3 separate regions of the Rattus norvegicus genome follow, and regions 1 and 3 are each linked to region 2. Evidence: chromatin contacts called from public Hi-C and HiChIP or PLAC-seq data. All regions are on one chromosome and are shown on one strand. The core of a region is the stretch at or near the end of the contact, and the rest is flanking DNA. Distances in the headings are between cores, read along the strand shown. Region 1 holds the start of Mtap (methylthioadenosine phosphorylase). Region 2 holds the start of Cdkn2b (cyclin-dependent kinase inhibitor 2B). Region 3 has its middle 190 kb from the start of Dmrta1.

Region 1 (2,887 bases), core at 109-2,608, 140 kb before region 2:
ATTGACCCCATAGGCACAAGGACGTTAGGGCACAGAAAGGTAGGTATCAAGACAAGGCAAGATAACTTGGCTCTGGGCCTGCAACTTTCCAACTCTCCATAGTCACTGAAACCCTGACCAGTCAATCGGCCTTATGGAACGTTATGTAGATACTTTTTCTTTGGGAACTTTCAATTAACACTGTTGAAAAAAAAAGATAGCAGAATTTCCTTCCTTGATTTCTTCCCAACCACAGAATAATGTATAGCTTTTCTATATTTCAGAGACCACCCTTAAGATAGCTGTCACCCAGGGTTAGAGAGATGGCTCAGGGGTTAAGAGCACTTGTAGAGGTAAATTCGGTTTCTAGTACCTACCCATATCAAGAAGTTCACAGTTGCCTGTTGCTCCAGCTGCAGGCTGAATTCTGGACACACACACACACACACACACACACCTGCAATCATTTATGTGCACATACAGATAAATAATGAAATAAATTAAGAAAAAAATAAGATAGCTGCTGGTCAGCATTTTGTTTGGGACAGCTTGTACCATCAAAGGCTACAATGATCATCCAAGTAGAGAAGAGATAGTGTGAGTAGAAAAGGGATAGGGCCTCTCAGAGCGAGTATCCAGGGGAAACATCACTGGGGTCAGAGTGGGTCCTGCTGGTATCGCATCATGGAGACACAGGTCCTGAATCTGAATCCTGCCGTACTGTATGCTGCCCCGGCATAGAAAGTTGTTATAATTTTTGCTTGTTTTATTGGAGTGAGGATTGAAGCTAGGACCTCCTTGGATGCCAGATAAACACTCTAGTGCTGACCTAAATAGCAAGCCCTCTTTTTATTTTTGAGATAGACTCTCAATATTGCTCAAGATGGTCGTGAACTCACTCTGTAGCCAAGTAAAGACTTTGACCTTGCCATACTGCTGCTCAGGATTCATGAGTGATTGGGATTACAAATCTGCACCACTAGCCATTGTGTAAAGGATTTTAAAAATGCCCCTCGCCTGGTGTTGGGGAAGATCCTGCCCCCTTAATAGCTTCCCGCCAAACTGTTACTAAATAAACCAGTTTGTAAATCAGAGCTCTGGGGGCGGGAATCTCAAGCTAGCACTCTTCAGTATCCCTCCGCCCTCCCCAAAGCCCTGGAATGCGGCAGAGCCTGATTTCACAGCCCTGGCCACCGAGGCAGGAAATTCACTGCAGAGCTGGCAGTATTGCGCGACCTCACGAAGTTCTTGTGAAACAGTTAAAAGACAAAGTGCCAAACAACTTCTACTTTGACCACTGACGCGCCCTCAGACCGCACAGACCAGCAGAAGCCGAAAAGTCTGCAAAAGGGGCGGGAGGCGGGAACCTGATTTGAGGAGGAGGGTGCCAGGAGGGCAGCCAATCCCGCGCTCCCTGGGAGGAAGAGGAGGAGCCAGAGCCCACGGGCCCCTGCACCGCTCACTCTCGCGCCGTGCCAGCCCCGCAGTCTCCCCTTGGTCCAGCGCTGCGGCCCGCCGTGGACTTCCCCGGTGCAGACATGGCCTCGGGCTCCGCCTGCACGGCAGTGAAGGTGAGACACCCTACAAGCTGCTATTGGGCTAGTTCTGCTTGGCTCCCTCTCGTCCCTCCGCAGGGGCCGCGCCTCCGGGCTGTGTCCCCAGCCTGAGAGCCCCCCACCCAAGGTTCAGCCGGGAGGTGCAGGGGCGCGGCACCCACCGCCAATGCACCCCGATGTCCCCAGCCTTTGAACTCATCTGCATTCCGGGCCCGGGCGGTGGTAACTGGGGCTCCGATGGGGAGTGGGGTGATGAAGGGGGACACTGCGCCCCGCTGCCACCCTCTTTCAGTACCACTCCCCCCTGGAGATGCTCCAGGCGGGAGCTGATGTGTGTCCCAGCTCGTGCAACTGCTCTGCCGGTTCCTCTAGCCTTACGGGACTTGAGCTTCCGCTCTTGACTCGGCCCACGTGGGAGAGCAAGCACTTGCTCTTTTGCACGCTTCGCTTTTGCTTTTTTCCCCCACCAAACTTAGATTTCCTTTTGCTTTGTTTTACCTCCGCAGCGCAGAGCTGTGGGAGTTCTGAGACTTTTTCCAGTACTGAAACGGAGTGCGGACCGCTCCCAGCCTGGAGGCCTCAGTCTTTAAACTGCTTTGCAACCTTGAAAGTTAGAGCTATTTTCTTAGGCCTCAGGTCCCCAGAGATCTAGACACAAGGGACTCTTGTGTGCTGGGAACAGCTGGCCAGAGGAGAACATGAGTTCAGAGAGTTGGAGTGAGCCTCCCTCCCCTGGGTCTTTTAAACACATCCTGATTGATGGGTAGAGAGTGGAATAACAGAGCAGAGGAAAAACTAGTGGCTAAGTCCTTTCTAGCCTGTTTATTATTAGCCAAGAACGCAGTTAATTTGATTCACTTTGGGAATTTCTAACCCGTGATGCAGGAAGTACAATTTTCTTCAGGCATCCTTTTTGATTCCCTGCAGTGCTGTTTGATTCCCTTGCAAGAGGCCCATCTCTGCATTTAGCCTGCAGCCTGCCTGGGCTTTGTATCCTGGGGCCTTGCAGGGCTTCAGGAACCAACCAGGATGAGAGCAGGGGGTGAGGTGGCTGCACTAAGACATACTGGCCAACTTTTTTTTTTTTTTCCGATTTCGAGAAGGATGTTTACATTTATAGAAAGCCACGGGTCTGTGGGAATTTTTACCATATTGTAGGCTGGAAGGGCTAGAAATATGGTGTCTGTACTAAGTATAATTCACTTCTTAGGGGTGGAGATAATTCCAAATGTCCATGGATCACATGCACCTTTCTCTTAACAGCATATTTTACATGGGGCCAGATGTAAATATTTGTTCTTAACTGAAAAGGGTGTGCCTTGGCATGTAAAATCCAAGAAATTTCACTGAGG
Region 2 (2,700 bases), core at 163-2,662:
TGGAGCTGGGGACCGAACCCAGGGCCTTGCGCTTCCTAGGCAAGCGCTCTACCACTGAGCTAAATCCCCAACCCCAAATTAAGGTCTTTATACTCACTTTACAATTATTTTTGTTACTCTTAAAAAATATATTCTTTTGCTAAACACCTCTTTTTCATAAAAACGGAAGAGGAATGGTCCTTTTTTTCCTAAAAACCTACACTATTAACAAGAGCCCTGATTTTCATAGTCCCAGAGAAGGACAGTGAGGTAAGTGAAACTGGCGACTATATTAATCAACAGGACAGCACAAAAGCACTGTGTTAGATCCTCAAGAAACAAAGCCAATATTAACTACAGCAGGATTAGTAAACACTGAACAAATGTATCTCAACCACCAATATGTTTAGGGAATCCCTTTGTGGATCCGAAAGAACCCAACAGTTCTTTTGGACTTTGCCTGTTCGCATTAAACAGTGAAAAACTACACACTGTTACTGCCCGCATACAAGGAATTAAGTGTTGGGTTTGGGAAATCTTTAGTCCTATGAATGCGATTAAGTTTACGAGGAAAAAAGAAAATAAAAAGGATTCATACTGTTGTTCACAAGATTAGAGTGAAGTCTCTCATCCCACGCACTACAGTTTTGAGGAATTCCCTGAATCTAGGCCATATAACTGGTAATCTCATCTTTATTGTCATCCATGTCGTCCTCTCCCTATCAGACCCTCCCTTTCCCACTTTGCTCCCCGAGTATCGGACTTATTTCTATGACTGTAAGATAGCAGAATAAATTTGGTATTTTTCCATTATTGCAAAGATTCCAAGGCTGGGGACGTTGCTCACAGGCAGCGCACTTGCCCGGCATGAACCGGGGACCCTGGGTTCCAGACCCAGCATCGCAAAACGAGAAAAAAGCCAATCTAGTGAAGAGGGATATTTCGATCGTTTTTGTTTTTCAGGATTTTTGCCCTTGCAAAAGGCAAAACCTGCCTCCCGTCGGGCCCGCACACATCCAGCACCAGCGGGCAGCCCAGGTGCCCGGGTACAACTCGCAGCCGCGGAGGGCAGCGCGCTCGTGCGCCCTCTGCCGGCAAGGCCTGGGGACCCCGCTACCTGGATCGGGCGCCTCCCGAAGCGGTTGACGGCGTTGGGATCTGCGCCGGCTTCCAGGAGCTGCCGCACCGTCTCCACCTGTCCCCGCGCCGCGGCGGTGGCCAGGCCCGCGTCACTGCCGCCGCCCAACATGCCCTTGTCCCCGGTCCGTGGCAGAAATGGTCCTCCGCCGGCCTTGAGATTGTTACAGCCTCGTCTCTGAGCCGCTCCTCCTCTCTGGGGACCCAGCAGCTGTGGTGAGCGTCCGGGGAAACGCTCGAGCCCTAGCGCCTGGGAACCGCACCTCAGGCACAGCTGACTTGTGCCGGGTGGGGAGCCCGCGGGCACTGTGCAGCTGCGTTCAGCACCGCCGCCGGTCCCGCCCCCTCAGACCACGCCTGCTAGTCTGACCCCGCCCACATTTGGTGACGTCACGAGGCAAGGGGCGGTGGGGGGGAGGGGTGCGGTATCGGAGTCGGAAGGTCTTAAACGCCTGCGCAGAACATTAAGCTTTCTAGTCTGGAACTTACCCTGGCCGGTTGGCTATTTTTGAAAAAGTTGTGCCTCTGCACTCAGCAGGCATAACAGAGGTCTTTATTTAGCCCAGGCCTGCAGGTTTCGCTCTGGAGACATTAATCGCTCTTTTGCAATCGACTAGCTGAAAGAAAGCCTTTAGGGTGGAAAATGTCCACTTTGTGAAATCGCTTGAAAGTGACAACACCTGTCATGCGCAAGGCTCGTTCATCTCAAGGCGGTATTTGAATTTAACGAGTTTCACTTCTAGCATCAGACCGAGCAGTTTTCTTTTGACAATGTCTTCCTATTTAGTCAGCAGGGGGAGGGGGGGGGGGAATCCCAAGGATCCCGTTTTGCCTCTCTTTAAATTGTTTGCCCGTGAGCTGTGGTTGTAATTCTGAAGGTAAAAAATAAATAAAAAAAATAACGTTTTAGAGAAAGGTAAGATCACACACACACACACACACACACACACACACACACACACACACGTGGATCATAAGAATTTAAGATCCCTGGACGTGTGCCTGTACTCACCTACTTGGAGGCTGAGACAGAAGGGTCCCTGAACTCCAGAAGTTCAAAGACAATCAGTATATAACTCACCAGGCCTCCTTCCAAAGCCTCTAAGGTGGTCCAGTTCCACGTGTGTACTGTATATCTTAGTTTGCCCTCTTACCGATTGAAACCCACCTCAGCAAGTATTTGATTTTTAGCTATCATGTGTAATAAAGGTATTTATGCAGGAATAATGAAACAATAAAACTTGGGTGTGGTGCTGGACCTGTCATTAAACAGGGTGAACCTGTCATTAAACCCTCCTCTGAAGATGTAAAGATCAAGTGTTGCATTTCTCCCTAATCTTCCCAGGGGAGACTGAGTGAACATATTGCTTTCCCATTTTTAAATGTAACAGTTGATGCAACAGTGAAATGGGAAGAGAGCCACACGTCTGTTGCCCAACAACTCTGGGGAGATGGCTGTGTGAGAAGGCTGGGCAGTTCTTACAAAACAGGTTCAGAGTGCTTATGAAGGGGGGGTCTTAAAGGAAGACAGGTGTTTTATTTACAAAAATCAAAGACTTCAGAACGCATCTCCTGGTACACCTG
Region 3 (2,847 bases), core at 183-2,682, 200 kb after region 2:
TGCCTGGGAGGACACTATTTATATAATTAACATTTATATTTTGAATCTGGCTGTGTGGCCCATTGTTCTCTTATGCCTTGCATGGAGAAACATTAGTTAGAAAGAATCTCTCAATTGATCTGAGGGAGAGACAACTTCCTAAGAGGCAACTTGGGGCGGTGAGTGAGTGAGGAAGAGGGTTGGTCTGAGTAGCTTGCAAACCAGAACCTTCTGTCATCCCAAATTAGGTTGTGTTGTACTCCTGTGTCTCTCTCCCCAAGCAGAAGCAGGTCTCAGTCCATGGGAGGTTATTCCTGGTGTGTAATTAGCCTCTGGCTGTCAGACACAAATATGTCTGAAAGTAAGATCAAGGTCTGTGAGCCTTTAGGGGAGGAAAATTGAACTCAACCCTGAAAATTCCCCTAGCCATTTGCAAAGGCCACCCTGCAGTGACTGCTGTTTTCACCAAGGTTTATCTTTACAGGTGTTTGGTAGAAGCCTAGACAGCCAGTCAGCCAGTGTGAGTCATCTGACTGTGGTAAGATTAGAAATTCCTGAAACATGATAAAGAATCCGGAGTCTGAGGCAGGAAAGATGAAGGGAAATGCCTTCTGCAGCTCCCACCACTGGTTCCCACCCTGTGACCTTACCTTCTATAACTTTTGGGTAGGTTTGGGCAGTGACCTGCTTGCTTTCCCACCCCCAGCCCTTTCCTCCTCCTCCTATTCATTTTTAAGTATTTATTTATTTTATGTACATGTGCCTGAGTGTGTGTATATGTACTAGAGCCCATGGAGGACAGAAGAGGTACTTTGTTCCTCTGGAACTAGAGTTACAGGTAGCGATGAGCTGCCACGTGGGTGCTGGGAGCAGGACCCGGATCCTCTAACAGAGCAGTAAGCACTCAAAAGCTGAGCCATCTCTCTAGCTTCTCTTCCTTTTAGTTTCCTCTTTCATTGACTTTCCAAAGTCAAGAAATATTATTTCCATTGAGTGTGTGTAAAGGTGGTAGATTTAGATATCAGTTAGGAGAAAACTGAAAAGAAGAAATAGAGGAGGGAGAGATAGGGATGGGGGGGGGGGACGGGAGGGGAGGGGGCTGGAAAAGACAAACAGAGGAGTGTCCGGATGGAGGGGAATTGAGGTGGAGTCAGGCGGCTCTGCCTTCAGACTTAGTGATGTCTTACTGCCTTCACGTGTAAATGAATGGACAGACTTAGCGGAACAACGCCTTCTTGTTTGTAAATGCCATAAAGTAAACAAAAGCTGCTAAAACCAGACCATATTCTCCGCACATTTGAAATTGCTACGAGGCAGGCCTCTCTGGTTCCGGTTCATCGTAGAAGGGTCTCCACCCTCTGCCTTTTTTCGGTACTAAAATCTGAGAACCGAAGTTTCAGATGCTGTTCGCGGGAAGCTCTATTCATTGAGAGAGCAGTTCAGAATATACGCGGTTTTAATCTATCCCCGGGGAGCTCCTGAGTCCGCTGTCTAGACCAACTTGCTTCGTAAGTGCAGAAGTGAGGATTAGTTTGACTTTGACGACACCTAGTGGCTGTTTGTTGGTTGTGCTCGTCAAACGGAATAAAAATCAGTGATGTTACCAACTCCTGAGGCAACTTCTCCCCCCCCCCCCCCCCTTCACAAAGCTACTCGAATTTGGCAGAAGCTTCAAGATAAAACAGCTTAGTGGTAAAGTCAGCTATATTCTCACTTCTGCCTTTTACTCTGCCTTTAGACAGAATTCTCTCGGCCTAACTGCTTGTAGGGAGCACATTATGTCACCCAAGGAAACCTCTAAGGGCTGCAGACTGGCCACAATTGGGTCAACTCAACTGATGAGCTGAGAGTCATATTGAGAGAGAGTCAGACATAAGAAGAACTCTATGGTTATGGAAAAAGTCTTTCCCCGCCCCTGCTTTATAATGATTCACTAGGCTACACATTGCTACTCTTGTTTTCTGGGATTGCCAGGTGTTAGTAATGAATGTCTCTAAAATGAATATGCAGACAATAGTTGTTCATTCCACTAATGGAGAACACACGTTAATGGAGCACTTCACTGTTATCGAGTTTGGCTGAGGCACTCTGCATTTTTACACCATAATCTTTGAGAATCTTATGTATGTACAGAATGTATCTTTTACGTAAGTTGGTTCTTTGACAATTTCATAATCTATACAATGCATTCTATTTACTCTAGCTCCTCTCCCCCCATCACCTCTTTAAATGCCACTTTCACAGATTTCTGACTTTTGGTTTTGTTCTGTGACCATCTGGGTAACCATTACATCCGGAGCCAGGCTGGGTCTTCAGTGAAAACACAGATGAAGACAGGGACTCATTAAATTATCTCTAAAGCGTTTTTGCATGTGTATTCATGCATATAGATAGGTGTGTATTGTCACTGTATATTAGCTTTTGATTGGCTCAGACTCCCCTGTCATAAAAGGTCCATGCCTATTCCCAATCAAGCAGTCCTTCAGACTTGGGTTCCTGACCCATGGCTATCCAGTCCAGTTGGTGCCCTTGAAACCTGAGTGCAAGACTTCCAGGGAATCTTTGACCTCTTTACTCCCTTTGAGTTTAAATCTTTTGGGGGTAGTGTCTTACTGTCTTCAAACTCGGTGACAGTGAAGTGCTTCCTTCTAGCCAATTTCCCACATCTGTCAATAGAGGTGACTCTGATTAACTGGGGAGCCGACCTGAGCCCTGGAGATAACCTGGCCAATATACAGCAGACACTAAACTGTGGAAAACTCATGCTCTGCTGATTTCCCCTGGAGGGCCTTCCCTGTGGGACCTTTAGGACGGAAGTATTCCCCACCTCCAACAGAACTCTGTGAATGACACACTGATCCGTCCCCA

Evidence for each region. Hi-C and Micro-C count contacts between places; a contact is called where the count stands out from the background. HiChIP or PLAC-seq counts read pairs in DNA pulled down with a chosen protein or histone mark.
Region 1: a contact with region 2 is called in an H3K27ac HiChIP or PLAC-seq map of oligodendrocytes, with 7 times the contacts expected there. The contact joins the promoter of Mtap here to the promoter of Cdkn2b in region 2. A contact is called at or near these places in 6 of 12 Hi-C or Micro-C datasets (the A7r5 cell line, Schwann cells, hepatocytes and 3 more) and 1 of 1 datasets of contacts at active chromatin or transcription factors (oligodendrocytes).
Region 3: a Hi-C map of the A7r5 cell line shows a contact between it and region 2, with 6 times the contacts expected there. The contact joins the enhancer-like site here to the promoter of Cdkn2b in region 2. A contact is called at or near these places in 6 of 12 Hi-C or Micro-C datasets (the A7r5 cell line, Schwann cells, frontal cortex and 3 more) and 1 of 1 datasets of contacts at active chromatin or transcription factors (oligodendrocytes).

What each region holds. Positions count from the first base shown.
Region 1 is chr5:108,988,912-108,991,798 of GRCr8, forward strand. It overlaps Mtap (methylthioadenosine phosphorylase), which reads left to right and starts at 1,359. Exons shown (of 8, transcript NM_001394049.1): 1 at 1,359-1,550. The coding sequence starts at 1,518.
Region 2 is chr5:109,133,443-109,136,142 of GRCr8, forward strand. It overlaps Cdkn2b (cyclin-dependent kinase inhibitor 2B), which reads right to left and starts at 1,413. Exons shown (of 2, transcript NM_130812.4): 1 at 1,097-1,413. The coding sequence starts at 1,228. It overlaps LOC102552523 (a long non-coding RNA gene), which reads left to right and starts at 2,374. Exons shown (of 9, transcript XR_010051861.1): 1 at 2,374-2,606.
Region 3 is chr5:109,337,814-109,340,660 of GRCr8, forward strand. No RefSeq gene overlaps it. Among named protein-coding and RNA genes, the nearest start is that of Dmrta1, 190 kb to the right of the region's middle. Within about 2 kb of position 1,433, at least 13 of the 93 cell types and tissues checked have an H3K27ac peak or open chromatin away from gene starts, as enhancers often do. A contact at or near this core is called in the A7r5 cell line, where this site is marked.